Regions from separate parts of the Gossypium hirsutum genome. Here all the other regions are linked to region 1. The links are chromatin contacts, called in public Hi-C maps. All regions are on one chromosome and are shown on one strand. The core of a region is the stretch at or near the end of the contact, and the rest is flanking DNA. Distances in the headings are between cores, read along the strand shown. Region 1 holds the start of LOC107894831 (22.0 kDa class IV heat shock protein). Region 2 holds the start of LOC121202928 (pre-mRNA-splicing factor ATP-dependent RNA helicase DEAH7). Region 3 holds the start of LOC121212431 (vesicle transport protein GOT1). Region 4 has its middle 53 kb from the start of LOC121212431. Region 5 holds the start of LOC121212447 (nucleolar complex protein 3 homolog).

The links. A called contact is a pair of places that touch in the nucleus more often than the background predicts.
Region 2: a Hi-C map of leaf shows a contact between it and region 1, with 2.4 times the contacts expected there. The contact joins the promoter of LOC121202928 here to the promoter of LOC107894831 in region 1. A contact is called at or near these places in 7 of 34 Hi-C or Micro-C datasets (leaf, petal and seedling).
Region 3: a Hi-C map of leaf shows a contact between it and region 1, with 5 times the contacts expected there. The contact joins the promoter of LOC121212431 here to the promoter of LOC107894831 in region 1. A contact is called at or near these places in 18 of 34 Hi-C or Micro-C datasets (anther, callus, fibers and 3 more).
Region 4: a Hi-C map of leaf shows a contact between it and region 1, with 5 times the contacts expected there. The contact joins the enhancer-like site here to the promoter of LOC107894831 in region 1. A contact is called at or near these places in 10 of 34 Hi-C or Micro-C datasets (anther, callus, hypocotyl and 1 more).
Region 5: a contact with region 1 is called in a Hi-C map of leaf, with 2.8 times the contacts expected there. The contact joins the promoter of LOC121212447 here to the promoter of LOC107894831 in region 1. A contact is called at or near these places in 22 of 34 Hi-C or Micro-C datasets (anther, callus, hypocotyl and 4 more).

Annotation. Positions count from the first base shown.
Region 1 is chrA13:88,276,027-88,280,197 of Gossypium_hirsutum_v2.1, forward strand. LOC107894831 (22.0 kDa class IV heat shock protein) reads right to left here and starts at 1,816. Exons shown (of 1, transcript XM_016820029.2): 1 at 853-1,816. The coding sequence starts at 1,560. The coding sequence ends at 1,060.
Region 2 is chrA13:88,717,835-88,722,005 of Gossypium_hirsutum_v2.1, forward strand. It overlaps LOC121202928 (pre-mRNA-splicing factor ATP-dependent RNA helicase DEAH7), which reads left to right and starts at 2,345. Exons shown (of 15, transcript XM_041085144.1): 1 at 2,345-2,683; 2 at 3,206-3,427. The coding sequence starts at 2,680.
Region 3 is chrA13:87,871,432-87,875,602 of Gossypium_hirsutum_v2.1, forward strand. LOC121212431 (vesicle transport protein GOT1) reads left to right here and starts at 2,223. Exons shown (of 7, transcript XM_041085043.1): 1 at 2,223-2,370; 2 at 2,597-2,647; 3 at 3,857-3,948; 4 at 4,053-4,133. The coding sequence starts at 2,617.
Region 4 is chrA13:87,924,139-87,928,309 of Gossypium_hirsutum_v2.1, forward strand. No RefSeq gene overlaps it. Among protein-coding and RNA genes, the nearest start is that of LOC121212431, 53 kb to the left of the region's middle. Within about 2 kb of position 2,388, at least 2 of the 9 cell types and tissues checked have an H3K27ac peak or open chromatin away from gene starts, as enhancers often do. A contact at or near this core is called in hypocotyl and leaf, where this site is marked.
Region 5 is chrA13:88,568,093-88,572,263 of Gossypium_hirsutum_v2.1, forward strand. It overlaps LOC121212447 (nucleolar complex protein 3 homolog), which reads right to left and starts at 2,122. Exons shown (of 13, transcript XM_041085141.1): 1 at 1,789-2,122; 2 at 1,385-1,554; 3 at 1,087-1,262; 4 at 710-918; 5 at 492-594; 6 at 1-123. The coding sequence starts at 1,958.

The DNA of each region.
Region 1 (4,171 bases), core at 566-3,065:
ACACCAATATAAATGTATCCCTCTTCATATATATATATATATAATATGGAGTGATTTAAAAGAGGGTTTAAATTTTATCTAAATTTTTAATTTTCAAGAGTGAATTTATTTGTTTAAATATACATAAGAAAAAAAATTTAGAATTTATATGAATTCAATTTTTTCCTCTTCAAATTTCAATCGTAAAATTTTAAAATTTTAGATATTTTAAAAAGCTAACATTTTAAAATTTTTGAATTGTAATTGTTTTGTTTGGATAAATAATTATTTTATAAAAAATTAAATTATTGAAACTTTATCAATATAAAAATAATATTAAAAATAAATAGCATAATATGGATTTATTAAATTTGTAAAAAATTATAAATATCTTTAATAAAATAAAAAATATATTGTAATAAATAAAATTAATTTTTGAAATTTAAATTCTTTATTTTATAATGAAATTGTGTGCTTTAAATAAATTAAAATCATGAGAAATTAAAAAAAACACTTTGAATAAAATTTTAAAAAAATTAAACTACTCAAATCTCTTCAATTCCTCACAAATTTTAAAATTCTCTCTTATATTTATCTAAATAAATAAATTCTTTTTTAAAATTTTTAAAACTTAAGTATAAATAAATTTTATTTTTTAAATCTCCTATCCAAGCACATCCTCAAATAAATAAATTAATTTTTAAATTTCTGAAAGTTAATATTATAAATTATATAAATGAAAATGATTCTGCCTTCGTGTAGCATATCGAGGTTGAAATATCTTTAAACACATTTAACAAAACAAACCTTGAGAGAGAGGAGCAGACAAAGATGATTCGTTAGGAAAACATAATAGCATCGTGAAAATCAAATTTTAGGTACACCAATATCTTACATTGCATTACGTTACATTATAATTTTGATAATATTTTTATTCAATTTTAGTAATTATTTTCTCATATATATTCATCTACATAAACAGGCTGGAAAAAGTTTTGAAAGCCATGAAAAACAATTCAAGGATGGGTCTAAAGCCCCTGCTTGGCATCCTTACCCTGAAGCTTGGGTGCTTAGTTAGCCTCACCAAGCAATGTGGACAACCCTCGGACCCTTAATCTTATCGGGAGACAACTTGGCCAATGACAAAGTAAGCACCCCATTTTCAAGCTTAGCCTTTACAGTGTCCAAGTCTACGTTCTCAGGCAGCCTAAATTGTCTCCAAAACTTGCCATAGGAGCGTTCTACCCTGTGCCAATGATCGCCCTTCTTCTCTTCCTCTCTCTTCCTTTCCCCGCTCACCCTCAGCACACGGTTCTCTTCCACTTCGATCTTCAGCTCTTCCTTCTTCAACCCCGGCACATCCAACATTATCCTATGCCCCTCCGCTGTTGCCTTCCAGTCCACCCTGGCTGGAGACAGTGCCAAGCTCTCGTCCCTCTCCAGGGTAAGTGGGATTTGCTCTAACACTCGGGACGGATCAGGCAATAACAGACTGCCACTCCCTGGATCCATGAATGGCAGCAAACTCGATCCATTGCATAGGCCAACATAACACGCCAAGAGCAACAGCAAGAGCCTCATTGTGTATATATGCTGAGTAAGAGTGAACTAGATTTCTTGAATTGGAAGTCTGGAACTAGTGACTTAAAGGGAACGCTACTTCAATGTTAAATTCTATTGCCATTGTAAGAAGATTTGAGGGGATATTTATATGTGGATAAAAGTAGTGAAATTCTTGAAATTTCTGATAATGTAATTAATTTGTAAGAAGCTGGGAAGATTCTAGCGATAACTAAACTCAGCAGCACAGTGCGAATCGAAAAAAGAGCAGCCGATAGGCTAGGTTCTAGAGTCTTTCATGTCTAATTACCTTTGTCTATTGGATCTATTCCAAGTTTCCTCCACAGCCCTAGTCTAGTCGGATTTAATATTTCTTTTGTTTGTATTATTATATTATATGGTTTTAGCAAAAAGATATAGCCCTTCCTTTTGGACTGGAGGGAAGATAGGTCCCAAGTTTGGATTATCATAAGGCAAGCTTTCTGTGGGCTTAGCATTAAAACTAGTTTGGATCAACATCGAAGGCCTTATGCTTTCCGGGACTAATTGCCTGCTATTCATTTGAAGGCAAGGTGAGGACAAGCCTAAGAACTACTTACTAGAACCTGCAATACTGGCTTTTGCTTGACGTGTTTCTTATTTCTATAAATGATCATATATGGATATTAGAACATTTTAACAAACAGTGTTTTGTGGTTAAGAGTTTTGACATGTTGGAAAAACTGCAAGGAACACATCAATCAGTCATGGACCATGGTGTCCTTTGCAATGCTTTAGCCAAAGCCTGGTTGCACCACATCAATAATGGCTTTCCCAAGAAAATATTCAGCGGTTTCATATTTGTGTAAACTGTAAAGTTCAACTTAAAATTTAAGAATGAGTTTCATTTTAAAGTTCAATTTAATGTAAAGAATGAATTATTTTACATCTTTTTGCTTGATAGCTCCAACTTAAGTTGAGCCAAATAAATATGGTTTTGTAAAAAATAGAACAATACAGTTCCATAGAAAGATTAACACGTTCTTGGCTTAGTAGTAAAATGTTATGTTGTGTTTGCTTGAGAAGGCAGCATGAAGCATTGACAGACATTATTAGATTATAAATCCTGTTAGTCTGTTACTAATTTGTTATACAGGCTGGAATATTGTTAGTAAGTGGTTAGCAACAGTTAGTCATAACAGTCAGTCATACGAGTATAACAAATTAGTAACAGACTAACAGAGTCTATACTCTAATAGACATTATGAATAGTTACTACCCTCAGTCGCCATTGCTTCTCACTTTGTAATTGACAATTAGATATCTAAAGATTTACTTTTTGTCTCCCATATTTTTTTCACATGTTCACCTGACACTCACTTTTTCGTGTTTCGTTTACTACTTTTAAATCCTATCTTTACGATAACATTTTTAATTAAAAAATTATTTTCAAAAGAAAATAACAGCAAAATTTCCAATGCCTGCAGGGATTATAACTTGCCAAGTAGGTTATCTCTAGTCATGCTCCTTGCAACCTAATCTGCCACACAATTACATTTCCCAAACGAGTGACTAAAATGGACAAAGGAGCAATAAGAAATAATAGATAAAATGTCATCCGCAGCAACTTTAATCCCCCGGGGGGATTTGTAAGGGTCTGTGAGGGTATTAATTACAACATTATTATCTGACTCAAATATCACATTTCTCCAGTAGCAACTCATTATCAAATTGGCACTAAGCCTTAAAAGCTACATCATATATGCACTTGCACGAATGGGTGAAATTTATTAAATTCTAATCACAAAAGTTGTCAATTTTCAAGTTTGAAAAATCAGTAGACTTGCGATAACTTTTTGGATGGAATCATGACATTTCTAGGTTAAGATGTCTGCATGGCATTTGAAGGTCTATCTCTTAGCTTCGAAACACATTTCTAATCATTCGATTTTGATTTCGAGATCTCAAGTTATGACCGTTTTAGTGAAGACTGCGAGAGCAGAATTTTTGAACAGGATTATGATGGGAATTACGAATTTCAAGCTTTCAATTCGATTTTAAATTATATTGGGTTCCAGGTTTAGGCCTAATTTTTATTATATATGAGCCCAATATTATATTTATCTACTCTTACTATTTTATTATTATTTTATTCTAAATTTTTATAATTATTAAGTATTTTAAGTTATTTAGGAGTTTTATGTTAATAAAAAAGTTTAGTTTAAAACTACTTCTTATTTAGATTAAATCAAAGTTCTAGTATAGTTAATAGTTTTATTTAGATTTATTTAATTTCATTATCATTCAACTTCTCTTTTGAGTTTATAAATTCTCTTTGAGTTTTTTTTTTAAGAATTTCTCTTAAGTTTCTTTCAGAAGAGTTTTAACAATCTTTATAAATTATGGGGATCATTTTCAACCTTTTCTTATCAAGTTTTCTTTCTTGAAGGGGAAATTAGAACCACTTGAAGAGGGTTGTAGATTCTTCATATTTCTAAGGCCTCTTAGGACTTCTACATACCACGTTCTATATTTCCATCTATATTATTTATTTTCTTTCTTATTATACTAATTGTAGATTGATTATTCTATTTTAATTATCTTAGTTATTTATTTTAATTGTTTTATCTAACTTGGATTTGATTGCGTTTCA
Region 2 (4,171 bases), core at 1,095-3,594, 440 kb after region 1:
TATGACTCACGTAGACAGCTTTGAATGAACTATAAATAATAGTGGAATTATAGAGAATGTTGCATATGAACATGAAATGTATTAAATTGATAATTATATTTATTTATTTAGATCCAGAAGATTCAAATACGAAGCTAGATCGAGGAAAAGAAAAAGTTTGGGATCAGTAGATTTGTGTATACGAACAAGTATCGAGGTAAGTTCATGTAACTTGAATTATATTCTTAAATACTTGAAATGTATGTTATTGATGAATATAATTTGAATGTTCATTGTATGAAAATTGATGAAACATTGATATATTTGATAAAAAAGGGAAGAAATCCCGGTTGAATGAAAGGAAAATTCGATGGATCTCTAAAAAGGAATTGACGGTAAAAAGGATCTAGCCCGGACGGGTGATCCTATCCTGATATAGCCCTCCCGAAGAATATGTGTAAAATGGATTTAGCCCGGACGGGTAATCCGAATTAGGGTCTGAATTTAGCCTAGACTGGTAATTCAGATCCAAGCTCATTAGAGTAATTGTCGTTGTAGGGGATTTAGCCTGGACTGGTAATTCCGACAATACTCTATGAGTTTATATTATAAGAGATTTAGCCTGGATTGGTAATCCCACTGTAAGGATGAGGTTCGCGGAAGTGTGCTCTCTGAAATGGAACTGTGCTCACATGTATATGAATTGACGGACCCGGAAATGTACACTAAAAGTGTACCTCTGAAAATCCATCGAAAATTCCAAGAACTTCAATGGGATAAATATGGAAAAATAATAAGGGAATGGAAATCATGGTATTGATGAGCTCATCAATCATGGTATATATATTATTGACACATGGAAATCATTGTACTAACTTGAATGTTGAGTTTGTGCATGTTAGGGTAATAATGCATTGAATGGATATATGAATGTTTATTTCACTGTATTGAAAATATTAGGTAAGTATAATTCTTGTTACATGAGCTTATTAAGCACAAAGTGCTTACCCTATTTCCTTTTTCCCTGTTTTGTAGTGTTAAGAGCTCGGAGGTCGGACTTGGTCGGAGACACATCACACTATCAACTTCAAGATTTTGGTATATCAAGAAACTTTATTTTGGAAATCAATGGCATGTATAAGCTAATAAAGTAAATGTTAATGTGATATGAATGTAAGGTCAGCTATTGGTATGGCTAACAAATCTTGGTTTTGGTATGTGATGAGGTTATCTTATAAAAATGCATGAATCTATCTTGAAAATATGTTGAATTGGATTGGTTGATGTGGATTAGTCTCGGTTTAATATTGCAGGGAAGGTTAAATATTTATAAAGGGGCTATATTGAGTAAAAAAATTAATTTGTAAACTCCGGCAATGCCTCATACCCTATTCTGGCAATGAATACTGGTAGGAGGTATTACATCTAGGATACCCCAGTTGTGCCAAGTTGTTCAATAGTAGTAGCATTGTTGAGTTACCTAATCCTTTGGCTTAGGATTAGTCAGTTCTATTTCTTGATGAGGGTGGGAAAAGGAGATAACTCAGCGGTAGAGTGTCACCTTGACGTGTTGGAAGTATCAGTTCAAGCCTGAATATGCTTAAACCCAATGTGAGTTTTTCTATTTTGCCTTGCCCCTCGCCGTGATCGAATAAGAATTGATTGAATAGCTCAAACTTTGCAAAAGTTTTATTACCATTAAAAATATTAGTGGGCCAAGCCAGACCAGGTTATGCCAATGCCTAATTTCAAAAACTTTTCCAACTTCAAGCTCGCTTTACTTGAATCACTCATTTCATTGTTTAAAAACAATAAAAAAATTATATTTAAATTTAATTATTAAAAAAATATCAATATAACTTGTTTACATTTTTATTATTTTAAATGGTAAAACAAGCTGAGTTCGGCTAGCCTAAGGTTAAAAAATATAAATCTAAGCCTAACCCTATTTTGGGCTAGGTGGGTTCTACTACTAGTGAACATTTCTAATTATTATTTAAAGAGTAAATAATATATATTTTTCTAAATTTTGAAAATTTTTATATTCTTCATGATATAAAATTTTAAAATGAATTTTAAAAGATTTTAATTTTTTTGAACTTTAAAATTTTTTTATAATATTTATATACTTTTAAAAAATAACGACTAAATTAGTAAAAATTATAAAACCAAATTAATAAAAATTATAAACTTTGAAGACTACAAAATTATTTTACCATTTTTTAATTGCTACATTAATAATTTAACCGCAAAATTAGATAAAGAAATAAAGTTTTTTAAATTAAAAAAATAAAAAATTTAATATCTCAAAACTAAAATGTAGAGACGTCCTTTTAAATTTCAAAAGAGTATAGGCACCTCTCACATATTTAAACCAAATACAAATATAGGGTACTGCATTCATTACACGGGAAGTTCTTTTTTTCAATTATTTAAAGTCTTTTCCCTTCTTCTATCGTCATCTTCATCCTACCATCGTCCATCTCCATCTCGTCTCGGCAAATCAATTTTTTTTTGTTCCTTTTCTTCTCTTCTCATCTCAGTTCTCCCACACCGCCGTGTCCGCTGTTTTTTTCCGGATCTGACCCGTATCCCGTGTTGGAATCCCTGTCGGATCGTGTTGGGTACTGCATCCCAAATTGCTGAGTTCGGGAAACGAAGGATATATCATTCATCTCAACCTTATTGTATAGATTAACTATGAGTAAGTTTGCTAGTAGTCTTGCCGCTTCACTTTCAAAATCTTGTTCATGTGCAAGTATCAATTTAGGGTTTGGGGGTGAAATTTTTAGATGACCTGATTCTTTTGGTTTTCTTCTACTTAGCTATGTTTTCTGTGACTTTGGATAGCAAACTGTCTTTAAAGTAGTGTTTTTTGTGCTCTTATTCAGCTTTCATAGTAATAATTGCTCCTCCGTGTACGGTCTGTTCTGATGGTTTTGTTCTTGAGAGTACTTTCACCGCTCTGTTTTCTCTGATATCTTACCATGACCCATGATTCTATTCAATTCTCTCTTTGTCTAAAAAAAGAGAAAAAAAAAGTAATGACATTTTAGTTCTGTTGCCCAAATTTGCTTGGCACTTTTACATTTTAAATTATCTGTAATACCTTACCGTTTTCTTCTTCCTATGGATACCATTACAGCATGCAGTTGAATGTTTCTTTAAGGTATTTCTGCCTCCAATTCGCCTTCTGTTTGTTGATTGAATTTTTTTAAGTTATTAGGTTTGGACGTTGGTGCTAGAGAGAAGCAAGGAAATCCTAAAGTTGATGATGGATTCAAGGTTCCAAAAGAAAAAATAACCTGCATTGCGGCATCTGTTGATGTGGATGAGGGGTTTGAATCTTCTGGAGTTGAAGAAACTAGGAGTACTGTTACAAATGGCAGCCGAAGCCACACTAACAGACGCTATCGTGATAAGACAGCTAGTGAAACAACTAATTCTGGTAAGCTTTTTATTTTTATTTTGTCTTTAATAAGCTTAGTAATGGTTTTTAATTAAGAAACCGTTTTTTCTTTTTTAAATGTAAAACTTTTATAGTAAGCAGCAACATAACTAAATCATCATATGCTGATAATGAGAAGATTTATTGTTCCTATTCCCTTGGCTCCAATTTTTTTGGTTCAAAACTTGATGTTTAAGTGCATGCTTGAGTATTTGGCAATCAATCCTGTGAAATAGTTTCTAGTTAAGGTGGCATAGAAGCATATAGGCCAGGCGTAATCTGTTCTTACAATTAATGATTGTTTTTTGGTCTCTCCTCTCCACAAACTGTCTAATGTATTTGGCAGAAGGAGATGATGTTATTTATGCCTATACATGCATTTCTCTCTGTGGATGGGTAACCTATATATTTGATTTGAGGCATAGTATGATGACAGCATAACTTATTGCGGAAGTTATACAGCCAAGTCGTTTGCATGCTGATGACCAGTTTTGACATTTAAGATTTAAGAATTAAGATGGATTTTCAACTCACGCTTTCTTAACCTTGTGTTTAGTGTTCGTCATTTGCCTTTAGTGTGGAAGAAAAGGTTGGGGTCTGGCGGAATTTTTTTGTTTTTTTATTTTTAGTGGGGGCAGGGGTCAAACATGGTGATTCTGATAGTATATACCTTTTTCACTAGTAATCCCTTGTTTTAACAAGCCCTGATGCCCCTTGTGTCTGGAGGACATTTTTTTCCTTTTC
Region 3 (4,171 bases), core at 973-3,472, 400 kb before region 1:
AATAATAAAAATATGACATGTTATAAAAAAATTTAAAAATATAAAAATACTAAAAAATGTTTAGAATGAACTTAAACAAATAGTTGTCCAGATTCAAATGAACTTGGACAATTATTGTCCAAATTCATTCTCTATGTAAAAAATTATATTTTTTTATAAATTTTATATTTTAGAATATTTTATTTTTTTACCACGTGTTAAAATGTGATGTTGCCTTGTGTCATTGTGCTACTAGTCATTGTGCCACGGTATTAGTTAATTAGCTAGAAAAATATCAACTTAACTTATTATTTTTAAGTATCAATTAAGTGAAAAAAACTTAGATATCTAATACAAATTTAGGTACCTATTACGCTTTAAAAAATTATTCCAAAGTAACGAGAGACCCCAGCTCTACCCACCGAATGAATGATAAAGTAATCGATCAAACCAGAGACATAAACTAATAGCTTTCGTATCATCAGAAAATCCGTAACAGAAATTTGCTCCTGACAAAGAAAGATTATAAATGGTGTATGAATTCCCAAACCCACAACAATAGTAACCCCGGTGAGGCTGAGAGCCACTCTTAGCCCCCACCTTCTCATCAGTCCAAGATTCATATAAGGGAGCTGCTAACCTTCTCTTTTCTAGTAGCAGCCTCGTCCACTCCACACAAACATGGGCGCTTAGATATACCCAAATATCCCAAAACATCAAACATGGCTTGTATTAAAGTCAAATTTGGATTTAGTAACAGACTTTGCGACCCAACACGACTTTTGTAAGCCCAAAGAAAAGTGCTCGTTAGTGGACTGGCCATAGAATTGTTTGGTTTTTGCCCCATCACAACAAACCCGACAGTCCCCTCATTTTCCTTTTTAACTTTTGAAATTTGAACACTGCCAGAATCTTGGCATTCTGTTCCATCAATGTCACGAGTCTCATAATTCATAGCCACTTTCTTAGTTGTCGTCACTAAGGTTTCATGTTTTCTAATTGCTGAAGTTAGTGGCAGCACAAAATACGACGCCTTGCACTTCAGTTCAATGAGAACAAGACATGCATATATTGTTGAATGGAAGAGCTTATTATTGATGTGCATAAATTGTCACTATTTCTGTTTCCTCTTGATTTCTTCTGATTCCCGATGACCCATTTCTGTAAGGCACCTGTAGTATAGAGTTGGATCCATGGCCTTCACATTTTGTGTTAACTGTTGGAACACCTTGTTATTTGGGTGCAGAGGGGCCTGATCTGGATCCATATTCTCCACCACCTCATCCTGTTCTCCTATAACTATAATTTCTTTTTGACAATTAGTAACTGGCCAATATCTTAGAATCTCCCTAACCACCACTTCCCCAAGTACAAACTGAGAAATGCAATAAGCCAGCTGCTTATGCTGAACTTGCAAACTTGCAAGCTACTGGTGTTGTACTGTGGGAGAAGCACTCTCGTCAACAACAGCTTGTGGTTCTCTTTTAATGGAACTACAAAGCCATTGATGATGCTTCCCTCGCCGACACCGCAATGCTTTTCAGTGTAAAAACACATCGTTTATTGCTTTTCTCATGAATGATGTATAGAAGGTCTTCACTCCTTGGATTTATTGCAAATGCAGATTGGTGTTGACGACTATATATTAATTAATTTGATAGAAAATCAGTCCTTACAGGCTTAGCTAAAAAGGAGAGTAAGCAACAAAAAACACGAGATGTTTTATAGAGGAGAGATGTTGTAATATCAGATAGCAACACAGTAATGAGTATTTCTGGACTCAACAATGAGAGGTTAATTATAAATGATATCATAATTAATAGATTGGAAGCATTAGCAGCTACCTTGTTCTAAACTAAGGACTCATCAAGCGGACTTTGAGAAGATCCACCACCAGACGGAGGAGATACTTTTACTAGGAATTACCCAAAGTCGGTCCAATCTGAATTAATCCACGCTTTTTCTAAGTTTTCATTATCTTGATTATTAAGGTTAATTCGGATTCCGGTTGTCAATAAACGAAATTAATATATTATATAATTTCAATTAATATAATATATAATATTCAGTTACAATATTTTAATACCAGAATGTGCATTTTTTAGCAATGCAGCAATGGAAAAGCTTCTGCTTCTGCTACTACAAGTGGTCACATAAACTTTACATTGCCTCTTTTGATGGACTGCTTTTGGAAAATATAAGTTGATGATGAGGAGTTTTATGTCATTTCAGTTACTTCTCATGTAAACAGAGATGCTAAATAAAAATTTTTAAAATTTTATATATTTTTGTTATCTCAAGTATTTTTTCAACTTGTTTTATTTACATTAACTCGCGGCTCCCTCTTTCGCTCGCTCGCTTCCCATTTCTGAATTTCTCAATCACTTTCAGGTAGTTGTTTCTTTTCTTTCTCTGTTTGATTACCGAGAAATTACTTCTTTTTCCTCTCTGTAAACAAGCGGGATTTTTTATTTAAGATTTGTTTTTCTTCTTTTTTATGTGGAGTCTGTACTCTATTAGATCTGTATTTAATTATTAAATTCTGTTTTCTCCTTTTTTCCCCTGATTCTCTCACATGATTCCGTTTCTTATTTGTTTTGCTTTTTGAAAGTAACAGGTATCTGAAGAATCAGCCAAATGGTTTCCTTTGAAATGAATGATCGAAAAAGTGAGCTTTTATCTTCCATTTTCTGTGCTTTCTGTGCTTCTTTTCATTCAATTAACGCATCTATGAATCTGTGATTTTGTGAAACTTCTGTTCGGTGTGATACTTTTTTTTTCCGATGGAGGTTTGATGCTTGAAATATGCATTGTGCAATCCCTAGAAATTTTTGTGAAATTCAGATCTCTGGACTTGGTTCATCGTTTATCTTGGGATTTTTATTTATTATTATGCATGTTGGTAAAATTTTGTAACTGCTGTTAAGTTAGGAAAGTCTTTGAAGTGTCCATGTTATTTTACGTTGAGGCAATCTGGGAATGATTTGATGTGCTAATTTATATTAGACGTTAAATTATTATGGCAAAGTCAGTCGAATATATTTCCTTAGAAAGAATATTTTTTATTATTTATTATCCGAACAAATATTTTAGTAAGCTATTCGGAGTTGTTTGGTAAGTTATGCTGCTTTATTAAGAAACATATATTAACTGGTAATTCTAATAAATTGATGTTAGTCAAACTCCAAAATGATTTACTAGTGGAGCTCCGTTGATCACATTTGATGTGCGTAGATGGTGAAGGATTTCTAATTGATATGTACACCCCTTATTATTCAAAGTTCAAATATATAGGATAGTTCAATAGGATGTAGTTCTCATTGTTAAATTTATTTATGCATGCATTTATGCTTGGTGAAGCGTGTGCACCACACCTTCTTGGAGTTGCTTATGATGGTGTTGTTTAAGTTGAACAAAATGACGAACCCTCTTACATGTGGATTTTGTATACAAATGCTAATGGAAACAGTTTAGGGTTATTGCAATTTCATAGGAGTATTGCAGAATATCTTACAATATGTAAATAATTTATTAGATTATTTGGTGGTAAGACTTTTACCAACACCTTAGCTATATGTGATATGGACAATTTTGTTAACTCTTATTTTACTAGAATCTAATCTTTTTAGTTTAGGTCTAAACCTGTGATCTGAGCCAACTATTTGTTCTGTTACATGGATTGTTGTCATTGATATTGATTGGAGGTGAGTAGGAGTGCGTTGCTACTGTCTAGCATTTGATTCACATGAACTTAGCTAATTGGGGACTTATGACTTCGTTTGTCATCATTATTTTGACGGAAAAAGGGAAACCTTATATGCACTTATCATTTGGTTTAACTTTCATTTTTACTAATATCTGACATTATGAAAAACAGAAATTGGGCTCGGATTAACGGGATTTGGCATATTTTTCTCATTTTTGGGAATTATCTTCTTTTTCGACAAGGGATTGCTTGCCATGGGAAATGTAAGCTAACTTTTATTATCTTTTTGTCCTCTTTGCACAATTATTTTCATTTTCCCTGTTGAATCATACTTGATTAACACTACCTTCTTTTTTCTGTTAATCAGATCCTTTTCATATCAGGAGTGACCTTAACCATTGGTCTGAAGTCCACCATGCAATTTTTTATGAAACCTCAAAATTTTAAGGTTTTATTTATTCTCCACACTCACTCACACAAAAACTC
Region 4 (4,171 bases), core at 1,138-3,637, 350 kb before region 1:
TTTCATTCGGCTTTTAATGGTTGCAGGTGCAGAGGCGGTGGAGGTAGAGGTAACCCGAGTTGGTGGCCAATGCTGCAGTGGGCAGGTGGTGGCAGAGGCAAGTGGGGAGGCTAGAGTTAGGGTTTAGTTGAGAAAAGTTTAGGTTGTGGACTAAGTTTTTTTAAAAAAATTTTGGATTTGGGTAGTTGGACTTCTGAATTAGGTTTGGATTGTATTGGGTTGTTGGGTTAATTTAGATGGGTATTTGGGGTTAGAATGCAATGGGCTAATGGGTATTGGGTTTGTTTTGGGTTGATTTGGTCTGGGCTAAAATTGACCTGTAACAATGTGTTAATTAAAATATATATTTTTTTATTAATATTTTAATAAAAATATAAATATATATTAACGAAATAATTTAATGTGAGGCAAAACTATTAAAAACCTCCGTGTTTCTTATATATATAGAAGGCATTTTATTTCCTTCATTTTCATGTGTAATGAGGTAGTTAGAAAAAATATATTAAAAACTTTTTCTTTCTTTTCTTTTTTCTTGCTTCATTTGGTTGTCTTTTAGGTCAGTCAATTTTAGTTTAAGTTTATTATGCATTTAAAAAAAATAACCAATTTTGATTTAAGTTCATCATGCATTTATATTTTTATAACTATGGCTAATCTATTTAAAATTTTCAAATTCAGTTTTAAAAAAATTAACCAATTTTGATTTGGGTTTATCATGCATTTATATTTTTATAACTATGGCTATTTTTAATCTATTTTGTGTAAATTATATGTGAATTTTCAATCAATATTTTTTTAATTTAAATTTTATCACATATATATAGACACTATCTAAATTTATATCATTGTGGTTCCACTCTTATAATTTTTTTAAGAAAATATAAATTATGAATTTATAATCTGTGTGAAATTTCTTGACTTCCCACTTAAATATTGGTTCCAAAATTCTCATTCTCTCTAGCTGAAAGCATCATAGCTCAATTTCCTCTTCCTTTTCTAATTGGGTAGGCACACTGTCAACATGAATATTATTTGATTTGTAATACGAGATATGATTTTTTTCCTTACACTTGTTTGGGGATTTGAACGTGTCAAATGCGAGAAACTCCCAAGTGATCTAATTGGACCAAAAAATGATTTATTGGTTTTTTGTCTTATCTGGGGAAAAATGACATTTCCAAGATAATACCAATGTCTTACTTGTTTAATACTCTAACCAAAGAAAGTAATATATAACTATTACATTCTTTTCAATTCACCTAACAAATAATGGGCTATTTATTGCTTAAGTTAGTACACTAACTTTTTCCCTTTAACATATTATCTTAGTAACCAGATAAAAAAATTTATAATCTAAATGAAGTATGTATATGATATCCATGTTGCAATCTATTGGCGGAATATTTATCTACCCATAAATAAATTAATTTGTAAACATCATTGTAAAAATATATATATATGCATTTAATTAAAAAAGAAAAAAAGTAATGCCTAACGTGTATTAAACATTGTAATAGTGTGTGTTTTTTCTCCATTATGACCAGACATAGAGTGAAAAATATTAATAAAATAATTAAGATAAATATATTCATTTAATTGATTGAAAAAAGTAGAGAAAATTAAGTTAATGATACATGTTGAATAATTAAAAGTCTTATCAACTGTAGATTTTATAAGAACTATACTGAAAATATTTGAAGGCATAAAATATAATTTTTCGCTTTTTTTTAATGAAAACCTGTGAAGCATTCAAATTTCCATATCCCAAATATTTAATACCGAAATAAAAATTAAAAGTTATTTGGCACTCTAGCTTTAGAAAAAAAAATTATTTTAATACTTTATTTAATTTTTTTGTATTTTTTATCCTTTAAATTAGCGTTATTTATCAAATCACTCTAAAATGAATTGAAAAAAAATTAATGTTTGTTAATTTTGCTAATGTGGCATCTATATGTATGCCACATCAGCAATTAATTAATTTTTTAAATTAAAAAATAAATTATAATTTTAAAAAAATTAAAAATCATTAATATTATTAAAAATTATAAAAATATCAAAAATATTTTTTAAAAATTTTAAAAAATAATTAATTGCTTAGTAGCATACACATGAATGCTACGTCAGCAAAGCTAACAAGCGTTAACTTTTCTATTCATTTTGAGATAATTTAATAAATAATGCAAGTTAAAGAGTTAAAAGAGAGAAAAATAAAATAGAGGACTAAAATGAAAATTTGTAAAGTTAAAGGGCCAAATAATTCAATATGCCAATTAAAAGGGGGGGGGTGGTGGAATTGAATTCATTTTGACTTCAACGCTTATAGTCATAGAACTGCTAACCATATCTGTGAGAAAATCCAGAAAAGCATGCTGATTGCTGAGCAGTCTTTCACAGCCTCCATAACCCCAAGTGGAGGGCACCACCTTCTTCCTAACTTTATCCAAGACTGACCACACTTCCCCTAATTAATGATACCATTTCTACGTCAACATTTACACATTTGTGGGCCATTTTTAAACAACGAATTGTTGCCTTTGTTTTCCAAATTAATAATTACTCAACAATTCTGTCCGTGATGGGGCATAGTACGGTTTCCCCGACTCAATTAACTATATTTTTCTGATCACTGAACTATCAAGACTTGCCCTACAACTTTGTCCTATAGTTTATTCCTTCGCATTGGATTTTTTTCCTTTCGTGGTCGGTGGGGTGATTGGGAGTTGTTAACCACATTTTCACTACCGCGTTAGAAAAACAAATTGAAGATGAGATTTGCATTATATGAGAATGTTGAAAACATGTAACTGAGTGAGTTGGTGAAATTTTATGTTTAATGCTGATTCCTCTTGCACTCTCCATCCAACAAGTCACGGTCTATGAGGCAAGAGACGGTGTCTGCTCAAATTATGGATACGACATTCAGATTGCCAGCCCCTTGATGTTCTAGGCCAAGTATCAGTTCCGCATTGCGCACATTCCAAAGTTACCGTAGATCAAGAAACTCGTAAAAGCTTCATGATCCATGATGCACAAAGTTCACTCCATCCAATCAATGCACTTGGAAACATTACACAAGAACAAATCATTATTAATATCTCCAAGTTGCAAAGTCTCTCGAGACATTGGGCAATCCCTAAGTGCATTCACCATAATCTCACTAGGAGCACCACACCGCTGACACCCATGGTCATTAGACATTGTAGAAGTGATCCTTACCGTTGTTGGAATGAACTCGCGCGTGTCTAAGTCTCCTCCCAAAGAGTTTGATTATTTTGACAAATTCTTCTATTTACTAATAGATTTTCGCAATAATCCGTATGACATAAATTCATCAGACCGTAATAAAAATTAATTATAACCTATCTTAATAAAGTATATACCAGTTATATAATAATTCTAAATCACTACATCGTCATGTTGAAACACAATATTAAATGAGTTACTATAAATTAATTTATTATATTTTTACTATAATCTAAATTGAATATTTTTTAATATTAAAATAATAATTTAGCATTGTGGTAATAATATAATACCACATGAAAATGAGAACACTTTACATTTGAATAATTATAATTTTTTTCATAATTTAATCTTAATTATTTCATAATACTAACTAATTTATATATTCCATGCATTCCATATATCAAAAAATAATTACTTAATAAATTATTTTAATATTTTATTATCATTTAAGTTCATATGTTTCGTAATAATATTAATAAAATTAAATATAATTTAAATACATAATTTTTACTTTACAATATCATGTTTATAATAGACATTTTATTTTTTCAAATATATTATTTGATAACAATGATAAAAACTGTCAAACTTTTTCAAAGTACTTTTTCACAATATTTTTCAAAAATACTTTTTAACCTCAATGATAAATTAGCATTAACTTGTGCATTCATAAATGCCACCTATTGTGAGGCAATGGCCTCTCATCCAAATTTATCATACCTCAACTATTCTCCCCAAATTCCCGCAGGATCCCCATTATTAATCTCCCAAAAGATTAGACCAGACAAAGCATTCAAAGCCGACAATATATTAGTCCAAATTAACAACTAAAGGCTTCTCCACTCTCTTAGGTTAGAATACAAGGTATGCTTATTATGAAGTAGTAGTCTCCACATTTGTTTTTCTAAGAGAGTAAGGTCAA
Region 5 (4,171 bases), core at 872-3,371, 290 kb after region 1:
TACTAACAAGCTTTCTCTGAAGTTAAAGTGAGGAACAGCATCAAGCAAAGTACAAATACAACGAACCACAACATGATGAAACCTGGGCTGCTTTTCTAATGCTAACAACTTCTGCAGGTATCCCTGTTGCAAATTCCCATGAATAGTATGAAGGATGCATGCCCAAATTAATAACAAGTTATTGCACTAAAAATAAACTCGAGTGATGTGGAAAACATCAAATCTTATTATTAGACATACTATAAAACCAGCTAGAAGATGGAATGCCCATATCTTCACAATAGACCAATGCTTCTACAACCTTTTCATATTCATCAGCACATAATATGGTTGCACAAATCCATAGGCCAATTAAGCCGTGTTGAAAGCTTTCAGATAACGGTGATCTTTCTAAAAGAAAAGATGGTAGAAAACCCTGTTTAATTCTGCTGAATACCCACAACATGCAAACTCCACTCAAGAACTGATCATATAAAGTTAGCAGTTCAAACCTTGTAAGCAGAAAGAAGTGTTGATTCATAGAATCGCATTTTCTTAACTTCCTTGGAAACTTTCATTTCTAGCTCTTTTTCAGTAGGTAGCCTAATCCGATAGCTGTATTTAGCACATTCAAAAGTTGAGTAAAAATATAAATATAATGCAGTGAACAGGAAGATTAATTAAAAGTAGTAATTAAGGGGCAGTAGAGAAGGAAAAAAACTATAGGTACCCTGGAATAATGTCTTTGAAGACAGCCAACAAGGACAGCAGTCCAAGCTTTAGAATTGAGTGATCACCATCTTTGGCAAATTGCAACATCTCTTTCAGAGACTTAATGTTTGCCTCTGGGTCTGCAAGTAGTGCCATTCCAAGCTCAGCTAGCTTACGCTTTTTGGCTTCAAATGCTTCCTCAGCCGTGAGGTCTTCTTTTACCTCTGCCTAAAAGACAAGCACTCTTAGAATATTGAATATATATTGGACCATTTGACTCCTAGACGTTCTCTAAGAAAGATCACCAATATTGTCTAAGACATTAGTGTAAAATCTAATATTCATAGTTTTTTGTTTAAATTGAAAGATACATAGAAGAGCAATCTAACAACATACTAGTGCAGCTTCTTGTTGAGTTGGTTGCACTTCTTCAGTTTTAGCCAATTCCTTCCCCATTTTCTTGGCCTCTTTCTTAGTTTTTTTAAGCTTTGCTCTCCTTTCAGCTTTCGTCAGCTTAACTACGCTCTTATCAATGTCTCCTTCATTTTCAGTCACTTCTGCTGTCTGGGAAACTGCATTATATAACAGCATAAACCATTTCATTCTCTTCCATAAATGAAGACACTTTCTTTAGCACTGAAAGAAAGTAAAATAACTTTTTTTTCCATTTTTTTCCAAGAAAAGAATAAGATACATGTACGGTAGTAGACTTCTCCATCCAAACTCTTGACAGGAAGGGCATCAACAGGATCAACTTGAACAACACTTTTCTCATTCTCTTTGTGCTCCAATGTCTTCCTTCGTCGCTTCTCATACAAAGCCTCCAAAGCATCTTCATTCACACCCTCCACCCGAGTGACTTGCCTATCCACAAAACAATCCACAAAACAAAGTTCAATGGAAATATCTAATTCCCATTTCAAGTTGCCACAGTCGAATGCCGTTTTTAAATTTTAACTAATTTCCACTATCCAAATATCAAATCAAAGCATGTATAACCAAAACAGAAATTAAATCAACAAATAACAAATGATTTTATTTTTATAACTAAAAATAGAAGTCGAATTTGAAAATTGAGGAAAAAGAGAAGAAATGGACTTGTTAATAGAATGAGTGTCCAAGCGAGAGACGAAGCCAGCGTAGTCTTTGTTTTCATCCACGAATTTAAGGTCCTCGTCAGAGACTTCAATATCATCATCTGCTATTTCTGGTGGGAGTTCCGGGGGCAGAATTATCTGCTTCCGCTGCTTGCCCTTCCCCTTCCCCATGGCAATTTTATTATTATTATTTTTAATTTCTGAATTAGATACACATACGAAATTTATATCTGCAGCAAGGAGAGGGATGCTAGGGTTTAGGGTTTATCCCTGTTTGGAAACTTTAGCCCACGTCCAATCTGGTCGGGTCGGGCTTGCAGCTAATATCTCGGTCTTCAATAAAACCAACCTTTTAAAAAAGGGATATCTTATTTATTAGTAAATATATTTATATTTATATAAAAGTAAATTTATAAATTAGGGAAAATAAACTGAATTTATCAATATTTAGAAAGCTCTTCCTGTCAAACTTGCTTTTGAAAAATGCTTTCTTCATTCTCGATGATTAAACGTTGATGTTTTTTTTTTTTTGACCTAAATTCGATTATCTTCTTAACTTTTTTTTCATGTTATTTTAAGTTTTTTTTACATGTTTAAAGCCCTTTTTATTTTTAATTAATAAATCTGTTCTCAAGTTTATTATTTTACTTTAAGTTCAATTTTTAATTAATAAATTTTTATATAAAATAATAAATATGTAATTATAACATTATTCTATTAAAATTTAATGAACCAAAAGCATATGTAATTTTTTTGGATTTTAATTAGTACTTTCTTCAGATAACTAACGTTGTAATATTATATTTTTAGTAATAATATTCCCAAAAATCACATTGCATTAAAATATTATCATGAGAATGTACCAAACGTCACCTATGAGTAAAATAAAATGAAAATAAATTACATTTAAGGTGGGATTGGACATTGCATTAATTGGATGAAAATTAATTATTAAGGTAATATTTTTTATTTTTGCAATTGAAAAGAATTTTATTTCTTTAATTACAAAAAAATATAATTTTTATTTTATAATTATATTTTCATTCAATTACTTTACTGTGTTTAAAGTTTAAACACAAAATGTGTTTAACTAAGAAAGTACAATTACATCATAATTTCCTATATTATTTTTGTTGGTAAAAATTATTGTAGCAGTCAATGTCTTATATTTGGGATTGCATTTTAGTCCCTCTAGTGAAAAATAGGCAAAATAATCCTTGTATGTTAAATGAATGAACAAAATAGTCCCTCAGTTAAAATTGTGAATTAAATGCTTATTTATATTAGATATAATAATAAATTTAACCCTCAACTTTTACCTTTTTTTTCTCAATTTGACTCTTACTCTTCTATTCAGAGTAAAATAACCCTCAAGGTCTTAGCCTTTTATTGATGACGTGGTCCTATTTTATCTTATATGTCATCATAGAAAATTTTAAAAAAAAATTAAAATTATAAATAAAAAATGCAATTTTCTTTTTCAAATTTTCCATAAAAAATTTACCATTTTCAACAATCTAAGGTGTGGTCATTTTATAGACTTAATAATACTATTATCAACAATTTCATGGCAGTTTTGTAGTGTGATACTGTAATGACCCGAATTTTACCGTTACCGAAAAAGTATATTTTCGGGTCTCCGTTTCTAAAAAATGGATTCGTAAATATTTATTAAAAATATTTACGAAGTAAAATGAGTAGTTAATTAGAGTTTAATTAAGTGAATTTAATTTAATTAAGAGTAATTAAGAAAAAAGACTAAATTGAATAAGGGGTAAAAGTTGAATTATAGATTAAAAGAAAATAAAAAGGACTAAAAAGGAAATTATACAAAAAGTATAAATTGAGGCGGTGTACCGTGAAGAAAATCTAAGATTTTTTTTATGTTTAGTATATTATTATATTATTATATTATTATATAATAAAGATATTTTATGTTTTAATTATATTATATTATATTATATTATATTATATAAACTAAAGAAACAAAAGAAAGGAAATAGAAAAAGAATGAAACGAAAAAGAGAGCAGGGGAGAAAAAGAAAGAAAGAAAGGGAGAAAAGAGAAAATTTAAGGTTTGAAGCTTTAAGCTTTAATAGGTAAGTCAATCAAGCCCTTTTTACTTAATTTTGATGTTTTAGAAGTTTTAGAACAAAGTTTTGATGAAATTAAGTTGATATTTTGATAGTTATTAGATTTCTAGATATTGTCCATGTTAAATAAAATGATGAATTAAGGGCTAAATTGATAGAAATTCAAGTTAAAAATGATACAAGGATTGAATTGTAAAGTGATTCATAAGTTTTATGCTTTAAGGACTAAATTGAAAGAATTTCGAAATTATGGTTTTATGATGAAAAATAGATAATTATGCCTAAGTTTGG